Linked DNA regions of Mus musculus: region 2 is linked to region 1. The links are chromatin contacts, called in public HiChIP or PLAC-seq maps. All regions are on one chromosome and are shown on one strand. The core of a region is the stretch at or near the end of the contact, and the rest is flanking DNA. Distances in the headings are between cores, read along the strand shown.

Evidence for each region. HiChIP or PLAC-seq counts read pairs in DNA pulled down with a chosen protein or histone mark.
Region 2: a contact with region 1 is called in an H3K4me3 HiChIP or PLAC-seq map of embryonic limb bud, with 2.8 times the contacts expected there. The contact joins two enhancer-like sites. A contact is called at or near these places in 4 of 39 promoter capture datasets (cranial neural crest, embryonic stem cells, frontonasal cranial neural crest and 1 more), 3 of 484 Hi-C or Micro-C datasets (embryonic stem cells, nephron progenitors and stem cell-derived primordial germ cell-like cells), 8 of 115 datasets of contacts at active chromatin or transcription factors (craniofacial prominence, embryonic forebrain, embryonic limb bud and 4 more) and 2 of 9 other capture datasets (adipose tissue and embryonic stem cells).

Annotation. Positions count from the first base shown.
Region 1 is chr5:37,815,010-37,820,526 of GRCm38.p6, forward strand. It overlaps Msx1 (msh homeobox 1), which reads right to left. Exons shown (of 2, transcript NM_010835.2): 2 at 5,482-5,517. Among named protein-coding and RNA genes, the nearest start is that of Msx1, 6.8 kb to the right of the region's middle. RefSeq lists an enhancer at 3,643-4,636. Within about 2 kb of position 2,037, at least 49 of the 459 cell types and tissues checked have an H3K27ac peak or open chromatin away from gene starts, as enhancers often do. A contact at or near this core is called in embryonic limb bud, where this site is marked.
Region 2 is chr5:37,977,834-37,983,350 of GRCm38.p6, forward strand. The region is part of intron 1 of Gm40289 (a long non-coding RNA gene); the gene reads left to right. Among named protein-coding and RNA genes, the nearest start is that of Gm40289, 8.7 kb to the left of the region's middle. Within about 2 kb of position 3,083, at least 1 of the 459 cell types and tissues checked has an H3K27ac peak or open chromatin away from gene starts, as enhancers often do. A contact at or near this core is called in embryonic limb bud, where this site is marked.

The DNA of each region.
Region 1 (5,517 bases), core at 787-3,286:
AAATACCACCAATACCCTATGGGCTATAAGCTTCAACTACCAGAGGCTAGTTCCAACCTGGCCAGCATGGCTTTTCCTTAGGATCCTTGCACAGATACCTACCTCTGGGAAGCTTTTTCTTGGATGTTCTTTGAACCCGGACTTCAAACCCCACTCCCCTAACTTCAGCTTTCAGTTCACGAGTCGCCCCTGCAGAAGGCTGAGCTTGCCAGCTGTGGAAGACAAGAGGATGCTATCCATTGTTGCCTTTGAAGGTTCATCTCTTCCTGAAATTCCTATTTACTTGCTAAGGTGTCCTGAATACATCACTGAACACTTAGCTTCAATCAGCCTAAATTTTAGACCAAATCCCACAACTCCTTCCAGTCTGATTTTCTTGTGTCAAAAAGAGATCGATAGCCCATGGACGGCAACAATGTATCGCTGAAGGGTTGTCCAAAACCAAGATGGAGGTGGTATGGTGGCCCTTTTTTTTTTCTGGCCCCAACGATCAGGAATGGAGGGCAGGCAGACCCTTAAATTTTCTTCTAACTAAAGCCCAAAGGGAACTCTGATCATTGTGCCTGTTCAGATGTGCTATGTGCCCTGCGCAAGGCCATATGGGTATAATCAAAGCTTCTGAGATGTAGTAAATTGCTAGGTAGAGGTCACCATCCAGCTAGGGACAGACCCAGATTTGAGCCCCACATCTCAGACCTGAGTGGTTGGCACACTCTGGCTCTCTGGAGTCTCCTGGAAGACCAGGACACAATTCTGACTGCTTTATTAAGATTTCACCATGGATATTTGTTGGTGGAAGGGCCACACACATTGCAAAGCCTTTCCTGTTGTTCCCGTGACCACAAGGAAACAGAAGCATCCTACACTTGGCATATAGAGAAGAGACAGGCCCAGAAAACTTAAGGAACTTGCCTCAAATCACATGGCCTCAAAAGTCTAAAACGAGGATCTCCAGGCAGACAACTGCAGATCAGACAATCAGACACTGACAGACTGCAGTATCTAGTGGTATTCTGGCTGTTCCTAGCAGCACCCACATCTTTGGGCCTGCCTGACATGCTGGACAGATGGTCCTGATCCTGGGCCCGAGTGCTGTCCAAGAGTAAGCAGGGCCAGGTCCCTTAGGAGCCCCATCTTGGGAAGGCATGTGAGGCTTTGCCAAATGCAGGGCAGAAGCTCTGCTCTGGGGAAGGGGGACGAAGGCTCCTTATGTTGAAGGGAAGAACTTCCCAGCATTCCTCAACCTCACCCATGAAAGCTCTATATCCTAGAACTGGCCGTGCACACACATGTGTATGAGGGCCAAAGCACTCGTACATAAACAGTTACATGTGTGCCTCTGCATAGTGCTCCTCTGGTGCTCACCCTGGTGCCTGCCCCCAGCACCTAGGATGCTAGAATGCTGTGATTCCACATCTCCCATTGAGACCCGTTCTGCTCTCTACCAGGCTTTGCTGGATCTTTCCCTCAATCTCTCCACACACCAAAGGAATTCTTTCTCTTCATCTGCCTGTCTCTTTCCTATCCCTCTTTTTCCTCATGAAAGTCTGTCTCTCTCAGTAGGCCTTAAAGTCTCTGACTTTCTAGAGACATTAGAAGGTGGCCTTGTCTTGGATGCTAGCGAGTAGGCTTTGGGGATGAGTGTTGGTTGTGTGTGTAATGTATGCTTCTGCCGGTTGTGTGTGGCTGTGTGGCTGTGTGGCTGTGTGGCTGTGTGGCTGTGGGCTGTGGGCTGCGTGCCCTGCCCAAGGTGGTGTGTCTGTTGAAGTGTATGTGCCATCTACTGATTTTGTGTATGATGTGTGATGGTTAGACATGTGTTGGGCATCTATGTGAGTCTGACTTGTGCGTCTGGGATGCACATGTTGACTTTGTGTGTTTGCTGAAAGGTGTGCTGGTGTGTTGCGACGATGTGTATGGGTCATGTGTGCACAAGCACTTTGTAGGCTCTGCTTGTGTTCGGCATTGGGCAAGGGGATTTGTCGGCAGTTGACATTGAGAAAAGGAGGCTGAAACCGCGGTGTGGCGCTGTGGCGGAGGCCGGCAGGCGTGTGGCCAGGGCCCTGTAGGGCCGCGAGAACCGGGGATCCCGAGCTGTCGAACAGAGTGAAGGGATCCCCCGAGGAGTCCGGATGCAAGCATGGGGGTGCAGAAGAGGAGAGTGAACATTTGGCTGTGGGAGGTGGGGTCAGGTGCTCCCGATGGCTTGAAGGGTAGGGGGACTGTTGTGAAGAAGAGAGCGACTGGGAGGACAGGACGGAGCCGGAGCCGGGAAGAACTTGCGGCCCCGGGGGCCTGGCCAGGCGGGCGCCAGCCGAATAGTTGAAAGGCGGCCGCTGCCTCTCCTCACAGCTCCCCATTGCGCCCCTGAGGGCTCTGGCGGGGCGCAGACCTGAACCAGTCGGGCTCACCTAGGGGCCTCGGGTCACTAAAGGGGCCCCACGGTACGACGCCTGGTCTTCTGTGAGTCTCCTGGGCGGCCTGGGCTGTCCTTCCAGAATCGGCTATCCGAGCCACGTAACCCAGAAACTAGGCACTCTGAATGCGAGCCCCACCCAGCCTCCCGGGCTGCGACCGCCTAAGCCTAGCTACCCAAGACCAGAGCTCTGGTGCACCAAGTCCCCGACCTTGCCCAGTGTCACCCCTTCCCAGTTATCACGCTGGAGCGGCCGCTCCAGTTCTGTGGCGTCGTCAGAAACAGAATTTGCTGAGTTTCGGTGATCTTCCCAACCAAATAAAAAAAAACACAAGTGCAGACAGCCTGCCGGGCAAGGGATACGTCCCTCTCAGGCCCCCAAGAACAGTGTTTGCGTGTGGTCATGGAAAAGGAGTTAAAGTCACAACTGGGGCCCAGATCACCCGTGGCTAGTTTCCCGGGACACCCACATTTTGTGCGAGAACTGTCATAGCATCCAATGATCCTCAGCTACAGAGGCTTGGGATCAGGAACACGTAGGTTCCAAGTGAAGTCAGATCTAATCCCTACTCTGTCCCTTCATTAGCTGTGTATCCCGCTACCTCTCTGGGCTACGGGAGTCCCCCAAAAAACTGTAGAAATCTGGGTTTGAGCGAAGGAGAGACACAGCCTGCACGCACAAGTAACGCTCAACACAGCAGATCCCAAGAACAGACTATTCTACCACAGCCCGCCAGTGCCCTAGATGGTGACCCAGTGCCCTCCCCCGCCCCCTGTGATCGAGACCACACGTTAGCTGGATCAGAACATTGATCCGCAAAGGACCAAGTCAAGGGCCCGCTATAGACATCACTTTCGCTTGAATAGACAAGGAACCCCAGTTACTGCAACCGCCATTAAGAAGCGGAATCCACCACCCGGCCGCAAATTTCTGCCTCACTGTGTTTACAGCGGCTTCCAAATCTGGACGTCAAACCAGTGGGCTGCTCAGATACAGCGAACACCTATTGATCACTTTCTGTGTACACGCCGAGTCTAGAAAGAGAATTGGGAAATGGGGCAAAGAAAGGGCTGCTGAAAGAAAAAAAATTAAGCAGAAAAATGAACGGACCCGGTACTGGAAGGAAACCCCAGCCCAAGACTGCCTCCAAAGGCCAAGGCGCTTGCGGGCGGGGGTCCCAGGGAGGCTCGGGAGGGGGAAGAGGAGGCGCGCCCGCCTCGCCTGCAGCTACCGCCTAGCTGGAGCCACTGCGCGTCTGCAGAACGCGAACCGTTGCTCATTACAGCAATTATGTTGCTCTAAATTTGCCTCGACCCTAAATTGCTAAACTCAGAGGAGGCAGAAGGAGACACAGAATCCTACCCCGCCATTGCTCTATTCTGAGTGAGGAAAGGGAGAATACAGCGCCAGTTGCAAACGCAGTCGCCAGGAATATTCTGCAGTATCCAGTACAGGTTAACACATTCCCCAAATTCTAACAGAGGTTAATGAGGATTCTCAGACCCTTTCCCCGGTGAGAAAACTGAAGTACAGCAAGATAGCATGACCTTGCCTGCATATGAAAAGGTCACACAGGCTCTGAGGCAGGTTAGACCACGGATGAACTGAGACCCACGAAGAGACTGCTCTGAATCAGTCTCCTGGGCCTTTCTAGAAAGGAGACCAGTATATCACTGGGGTCGGGGTGTACTGTACAAGGCTGTCCCTAAACTGCTTAATCTGTGTGGCTGACAGCAAGAAGGATGCACATCTAAGCTTCCAAGTGCCTCTACAGAGCATGTGGTTCGAGATCCCAACCTTGAAGGTGTGGTTATTCCATCAGGACCCAGGTCCTAGATTTGCTTCCAGAGGCCCAGAGACTGAGGGTCACTTCCTGAATCCTCCAGACTGTCCCAGTTGTAGGACCAAGATCCAGCGACAGGCTTCTTCTTCTTCTTCTTTTAGGGAAGAGGGTGTGACAAATAGCCAGAGAAACGGAGCCTTAACTCCAAAACAGCAGGCTGAAGGACCCAAGACCACCTCTGGAGCTGCTTGGAGCCAGTGCCTAACACTTCCACGCCTACAGGAAGCTTCAGTCTCTCACGAAATTCCCAGGCCAAACTGAGCCTGGGAGCAGACACAATTTCTATGCTTTAATTGTGGAGACCTTCATACCTCCCAAGTCCAACACCAGGTACTAGGGTTCTGGGTTCCCCCTCTTGACAGCTCTGGACTAGGTTGCCCAGGGCTCTCTTACATTTGGATATTCAAACTTCAACCATCTGGGGAAGCACCTAGATTTGATGCGACCCAAGGGGGAGGTTCGGTACACAAGAAAGGGAAGTGGGGGCTGGGGGTACACAGTAGCCTTTATTGACCACAGGGTGAGTGATTTTCTGTCTTTCGTATCCTTGCAGAATTTTCCCCCAAATATTAAACTTGCACTTACTCAAATATGTTTTTCTTGGAAGCCTGAACTTGACGACATAAAAAGAAAAACCCAGTTTATGAGGGCAGGAGAGCAGGGCCGGGGCACCGGGTAGCCCCGGGTTTTCAGTACTCTTCTGTGGAGCTAGGCTGGGCTAGCTGCGCAAAGCTCTTTAAGTAGCTTAGAATGAAACTTCATACACTGTCTCCACACTGGTGACTGTTTAGAAGGTTTAGCCCAGGCCCCCACCTCCACCCCTTCAGTAGGAAAAACAGGTTCGAGGGGATGGAATTGTCTGGATTAGCTGTTGACAGTCATCAAACCATCAAGCCAAGTCACTTCGTTTTCATAGACAGTTTAAAAGGGGGGTGGGGTGGGAGGAAGAGTGGGTTATTGGTAGAAAGAGCAAGTGTCTATTTCAGCTTAAAGTGAATTGGAAAATTGAGCCTAATTATCCTAGGTAATTGCTCCAATTCTCCATTTGACTGTGTTAATAAAGCAAATCTCTCCTGTGTGTCCAAAAGATGGTGGCTGTACATCTTCCTGTCACTGCTGAAAGTTGCTAGTGTAAAACTACCACCAAACAGGAATGCAATTTTATATGTGAAGAGAAAGAAGGGACAATAAAACACACAACTAAACCCACAGACATCATTTCTTGTAGCTTAAAATTAATTTATTTAACAAATATAG
Region 2 (5,517 bases), core at 1,833-4,332, 160 kb after region 1:
TGGCATAAGGCTTTAATGCCAGCACTCTATGAATTGAGTTTGAGGCCAGCCTGGTCTACATATTGCGATCCAGGACAGCCAGAGCTACATAATGAAATCTGTCTTTAATAATAATAATAATAATAATAATAATAATAATAATAATAATAATAATAATAATGTGATCTTAAGGCAACTGTGGAGATGTGGTATATGGGACACTTTATCTGTGATGGCCATTTGTAAGATATTCCAGGATGACAACGAACTCACTGCATCCCTGTAGGGAGGGTTGGGAGACTATGTCTTATAAAGCTTTTATTTCCACCTGGTCACAAAGATACAATGAAGCTACTTAATATATTCACATGTAGAATCATACATTTGTGTATGTATATGTGTGTGTACCTGCCTATGTGTGTGTGTATATATATATTTATATATTTACATTATTGCTAATTTTTTAATTGCTATTTGTTATAGTTTGCTCATGCAATGTCTCACAGGTTCATGTGTTGAAGGCTGGGTCCCCAGCTGGTGGCACTGTTTTGGGAGATGCTGGGAACCTAAGGGGATGTGGTTGGGTGTCCAGTTGATAGCTGTAGTAGTCAATCTTGACTTGATTGCGAGTTGCCACACAGGAATTTAGGAAAGCACCCCTCCGATGTGCCTGTTGGGACCTTTCCAGGGGTGAATGGATCCGCAAGGCGTTGAGCTAATTGTTGGCTTCATCTGTTCATGAACTCAAAACCTGAAGACCTAATCGTGCATGTGGTGCCTGCCAGCAACTCCAGAACTCCAAAGACAGGAAGGAGATAAAGGGTTTAAGGTTATCCTCAGCTACATATCGAGCTCCTGGCCAACCTGAGCTGTTTGAGACTCTCAGGTGGTAAAACAATGGGAGATGGCATCACCTTGCCTCTGTCTCTACTAAAACACAGCAGAGTGACTCTTAGGGCCACCCAGCTGGTAAGTGGCAGAACTTGCCAGTCAGAAAGGCCTATCACACACACACACACACACACACACACACACACACACACACACACTTATGCATCCTCAGGACTTAACAAATCACAAGCTAAAGACCCCAAACAATATGGACCAAACCATGAGAAATGCACCTGCTCTCTTGGGGACAGCAGTATCTCATCATCCCGGTAGGATTTCCATCTTATTGTGGCTGAGTATGCAAAACTTCTGATCTTGTGCTAGATTCTGTGGTTAAAATGGCATTTCTAAACAAACTCTTTTTCTCCTCCTTTCTTTCCCTCCTCTCTCCCTCCTTCCCTCCCAAGATCAAAGGAGGCATTTGGGCCTTTAAGATAACATTCACTTAGAGAGAGATGGTAATATATAAGATTAATGAAAATGAACATAATCCCTCTGGGTAGAAGAGCTTTTGTTCAGTCGTTTGTCCTGCTGTTAATTATGCGTTAGGTGGTGATAAATGTTTTAAATCAAAGATGCCTGGAAAACCATTTAAATGATTTTCACCTAATTAGGTTCCCTGCCCATTCTCTCAAATCCCTCCCCAGTGCAGTCCCTGCTTTTGACATGAACTTTGCAAGAGTCAGGGACCCTGAACATGGAACAAGGAACTATTCCAGCTCCTGGGCTCTGACCCACCAGCAGATTTATTTTTTCAAACTGTAGATGGAAGATCAAAAGAAAGTTTATCAGGTCCTGTCTCCCTTTAGCCTGTCCAGCCAGACTTGGACAAGACTCTATCAACCTTGAGGCTGAGAGAGGCCCAGCTCTGGGAAGGGCAGGGGAAGACATGGGGGAGGGAAGGAAGAAGAGGGAGGGGAGAAAGGAGAGAGGAGATGAGGAGAGGAAGGGAGGGAGGAAAGGAGGGATACAGAGTGAGTGAGTGAGGAGAGAGACAAGAGAGGGGGAGAGGGAGGAAGAAGAGAAGCAGGAGAGGGGGAGAGAGAGCATCCCCAACAGAACATTGTTAGATTATATCCAAGAACTGCTGAAAGGACACAGCCAGGCTGTGAAAGAGCCTGAGGTCAGAGGTGCAGAGGCTGGGTGTCTAAGAGAGCTGGTTGGTATAATCCAGAGACCCAGGGGTCCAAGATTCATGGAGGTTCCCCTTTGTTAAACTCTTTGAAACTGAGAAACCTGCACATCTTAAAGGAACTACTAGGGATGGAGTGTGGTGTGCTGCAGGGGCCAGAAGGATGACAGGAAGATGGAGGGAGGATAGAAATGGCCCAAGGATGACAGGGGAGATGGTGGGATGAGGAGCAGCAAACCTCCCAGGATTTCTGCATCCAGAACCCCTTGGTCTGAGGCTAGAGCTACAGATCAGTCGTTTACCATTTGCCTAGCATGAAGGAAATACTGAGTTCGATACCCAGCATCACAAATGGCACCCTAGCACGCTGGGGGTGGAGGCAGGAGGATAGAAATTACACAGTGGGTTGGAAGCATATTTCTCAGAGCCTCTGAGATCAGAACTCAGTCCTTTCCAGATGAGAGGCCCGTGTCTTCAATTTTCTCCAGTCTCCACCAACTGAGTGGCCTCAAGCCACTCGCTGATGTTTCTGAGGCTCTTGGAAAGTGTGATGTAGCACAGCCCTTTGCCCAGAGTCTAGGAGGACTCGCAGGCAAGACACAATGGCTGTGCCACCTGCAGAGTGCCATAGATAGCCTCTCTCTCAGGCTTGACCTTCCTGCCACCCACTTGAAGCCAGAAGATACAAAATGTAGAATGAAGGAAATTCCTTCAATGGACACCTCCTCTGGCTTAATAAAAACCAAACTGGGCAGCTCATGTGGAAACTGGAGTCTTCGTCACAGCTCTTCTCTTGGTAATAGTGTCACTCGCTATGAGCCTGTGGGATAAAATATCCCAGACAATCTGTCCACTGGCAACAATGAGAGGTTTGCAGACACCCAGAATCACAATTATTTGGATATTTGCAAAACACGTCTGTTAATGATTTGGGATCCTAAGGACTTACTTTGAATTAATTCCTCTTTTAAAGGGCGGTTTGGCTTCCCATGAAGGGGCAGACCTTGGATGCCTAGCCTCAACCTCACACTAAATGAACTTTTTACAGGTTCCAGATGACGCCTGGCACCTGGCAGGAGGGAGGCAACTCCCAGGGTCAGTTACAACCAGAGTTCCTTCAGCTACCCCTTCAGTCATAGGGCAGGAGGCAGTACCCTCCCAGGAAGGTATTTCAGCAATGCCTTTGAGAAGCCTCTGGGAGCCTCAGCAGGAACCATTGGGAAACTGAGTCCCAAACCTTGAGTCCCACATATGTATACTCCTGCTCCCAGAGAAGAGCAGACCCTTCTAGAAGGTCCTCTGCCATCCTTTCCGTGTGTGTGTGTGTGTGTGTGTGTGTGTGTGTGTGTGTGTGTGTGTATGTGTGTGTGTGTGTGATGTATATGTACTGTGTGTTAAGATAACTGGACCAGGGAGATACCTCTATAAGCACTTTGTCTATGTGGTGGCCTCCATTGGCTCATAGGAAGTGGTGCTATTAGGAGGTGTGGCCTTGTTGAAATAGGCGTGGCTTTGTTAGAGGCTTTGTCAATAGCAGGTGGGCTTTGAGGTGGGTCTCAGGAGTCCAAGCCCAGCCAGTGTGTCACTGTCACTTCCTGCTGCCTGCAGGTCCAGATGTAGATCTCTCAGCTCTCTCTCCAGCACCATGTCTGTCTGTACACACAAGCCACGACAATAAAGGACTAAACCTCTGAATTGCAAACTAGCCCCAATTAAATGTTTCCTTATAAGAGCTGCTGTGGTCACGGTGTCTCTTCTTTTTTTTTGGGGGGGGGGTTGGTTTTTCGAGACAGGGTTTCTCTTTATAGCTCTGGCTGTCCTGGAGCTCACTTTGTAGACCAGGCTGGCCTCGAACTCAGAAATCCACCTGCCTCTGCCTCCCGAGTGCTGGGATTAAAGGCATGTGCCACCACACCCGGCCACAGTGTCTCTTCTAAGACAGTGTATAAAGTCTATAAAGTACATGGCATACAAGCACGAGGATCCAGGATCAATCCCCAGAACCCATACAGAAAGCAGGCGTGGTAGCTATGTTTGCATCCCACACTGTGGGGAGTCTGAGACAGGTGGATTTCTGGAGGACCACTGGCCAGGCAATCCACAGTAATTGGCGGTAGGGAGACACTGACATCACAAGTCTTAGAAAACCTGGCTGCTCACCTTCAGCGAGTAGAGAGTCTGAGCTCTGGAGTGACTGGCAACCTTGGCTCCCCATCTATATTAATCTTCTGGCTGGAGATGTGGTGTTAGACAGGTATTTAGTATGGCAATCCACTGTCTTCTCAGATTTCAGGATCTCCAAATGAAGCGCAGTTTTAAGATTCAATTCCTGTCTCTGCTTATTGGCATCTGAGAGACAGTCAAGCCAAGAGCTCTGGCCTCCAACTCTTGGGTCTGAAATGATTCTTCATCTCTGAATGTGGGTGCATGTGTCTCCCTGAGTGAACCCAAACACAGATTCTTGGATTACTCAGGAATTCGTTCTTGGCTTGCTTTTGACAAATGGCCAGTGGATTCCCACAGTGCCTGAGTGATTTCACATTTCACCAGCCGGGCACATTTCTCAGCCTCCAGTGCCTGCTGATGTCTGTTCCTGGCTCACACCCATCCTGACGGGTGCACAGAGGTGCCTCACGATGGTTTGATTCTAGCTTTCCTGACGAGGAGTGATGCAGGGCTGCTCATTAAGCTTGCTCATGTGTGTGTTTCCTCCCTGGAGAAACATCTGTTCCAAGTCTCTGCCAACCTTTTACTTGTATTAAGCTGTAGACATTCTCTGTTCTGGATACAAGATTCTTGTTGGATATTTGACTTGTATATTCATCCCTGGGTTTCCATTTTACCCTTTGGTACCCAAAAGCCTTTCCTTTAGATGTGACTCAGTGCTACCTAGTGTTCGCTGGCCTGGTTCCTATACTTGGTTGACATTTCTTGCCTCTAAATCTGCTCACTGGCCCCATCTCATGGAATGTTCCCTCTTCTCCCAGGTTCTGGCTAAGTCCTCTTTGTTTTGAAATTTAAGTGTCGTCTCTGCTTGGAAGCCTTCTCTGATAGCCCTAAGCTGGGATCCATGTACTTCCTCTGAGGTCCTAGAAAGGAAGGGCTTCCCTCTGTCAGGACACTTTTCCAAGTGCTTCTCAATTGTCTGTTTACATGTAGGTCCCTCCTACCAATACACACAGATACCCCTGACTGTGGATTTTTTTTTTGCTACAGGGAATTGGATTTTCTGACCCATTAACCAAGCACAGAGTCTGGCAGATGGAAGGCTCTCGAAGTGGATGGATACAAGCTAATCCCGTGGCTCCAGACATTTTTCATTACGAGACTTCCCCCATAGAGCAGGGCACACATCTTCAACCGATAGAAATTGTGTTTCTGTGTGTGTCAGTCGAGTCTATCTGTGACAAGACAGCCAGGCTTTAAAATGCATGTGTCTGGTCTTAGCCTAGTACTGACAACACCTTTTTCATCTATAATGCCAGAGGTTTAGCTGGGAATTCTAGACTGTCTCC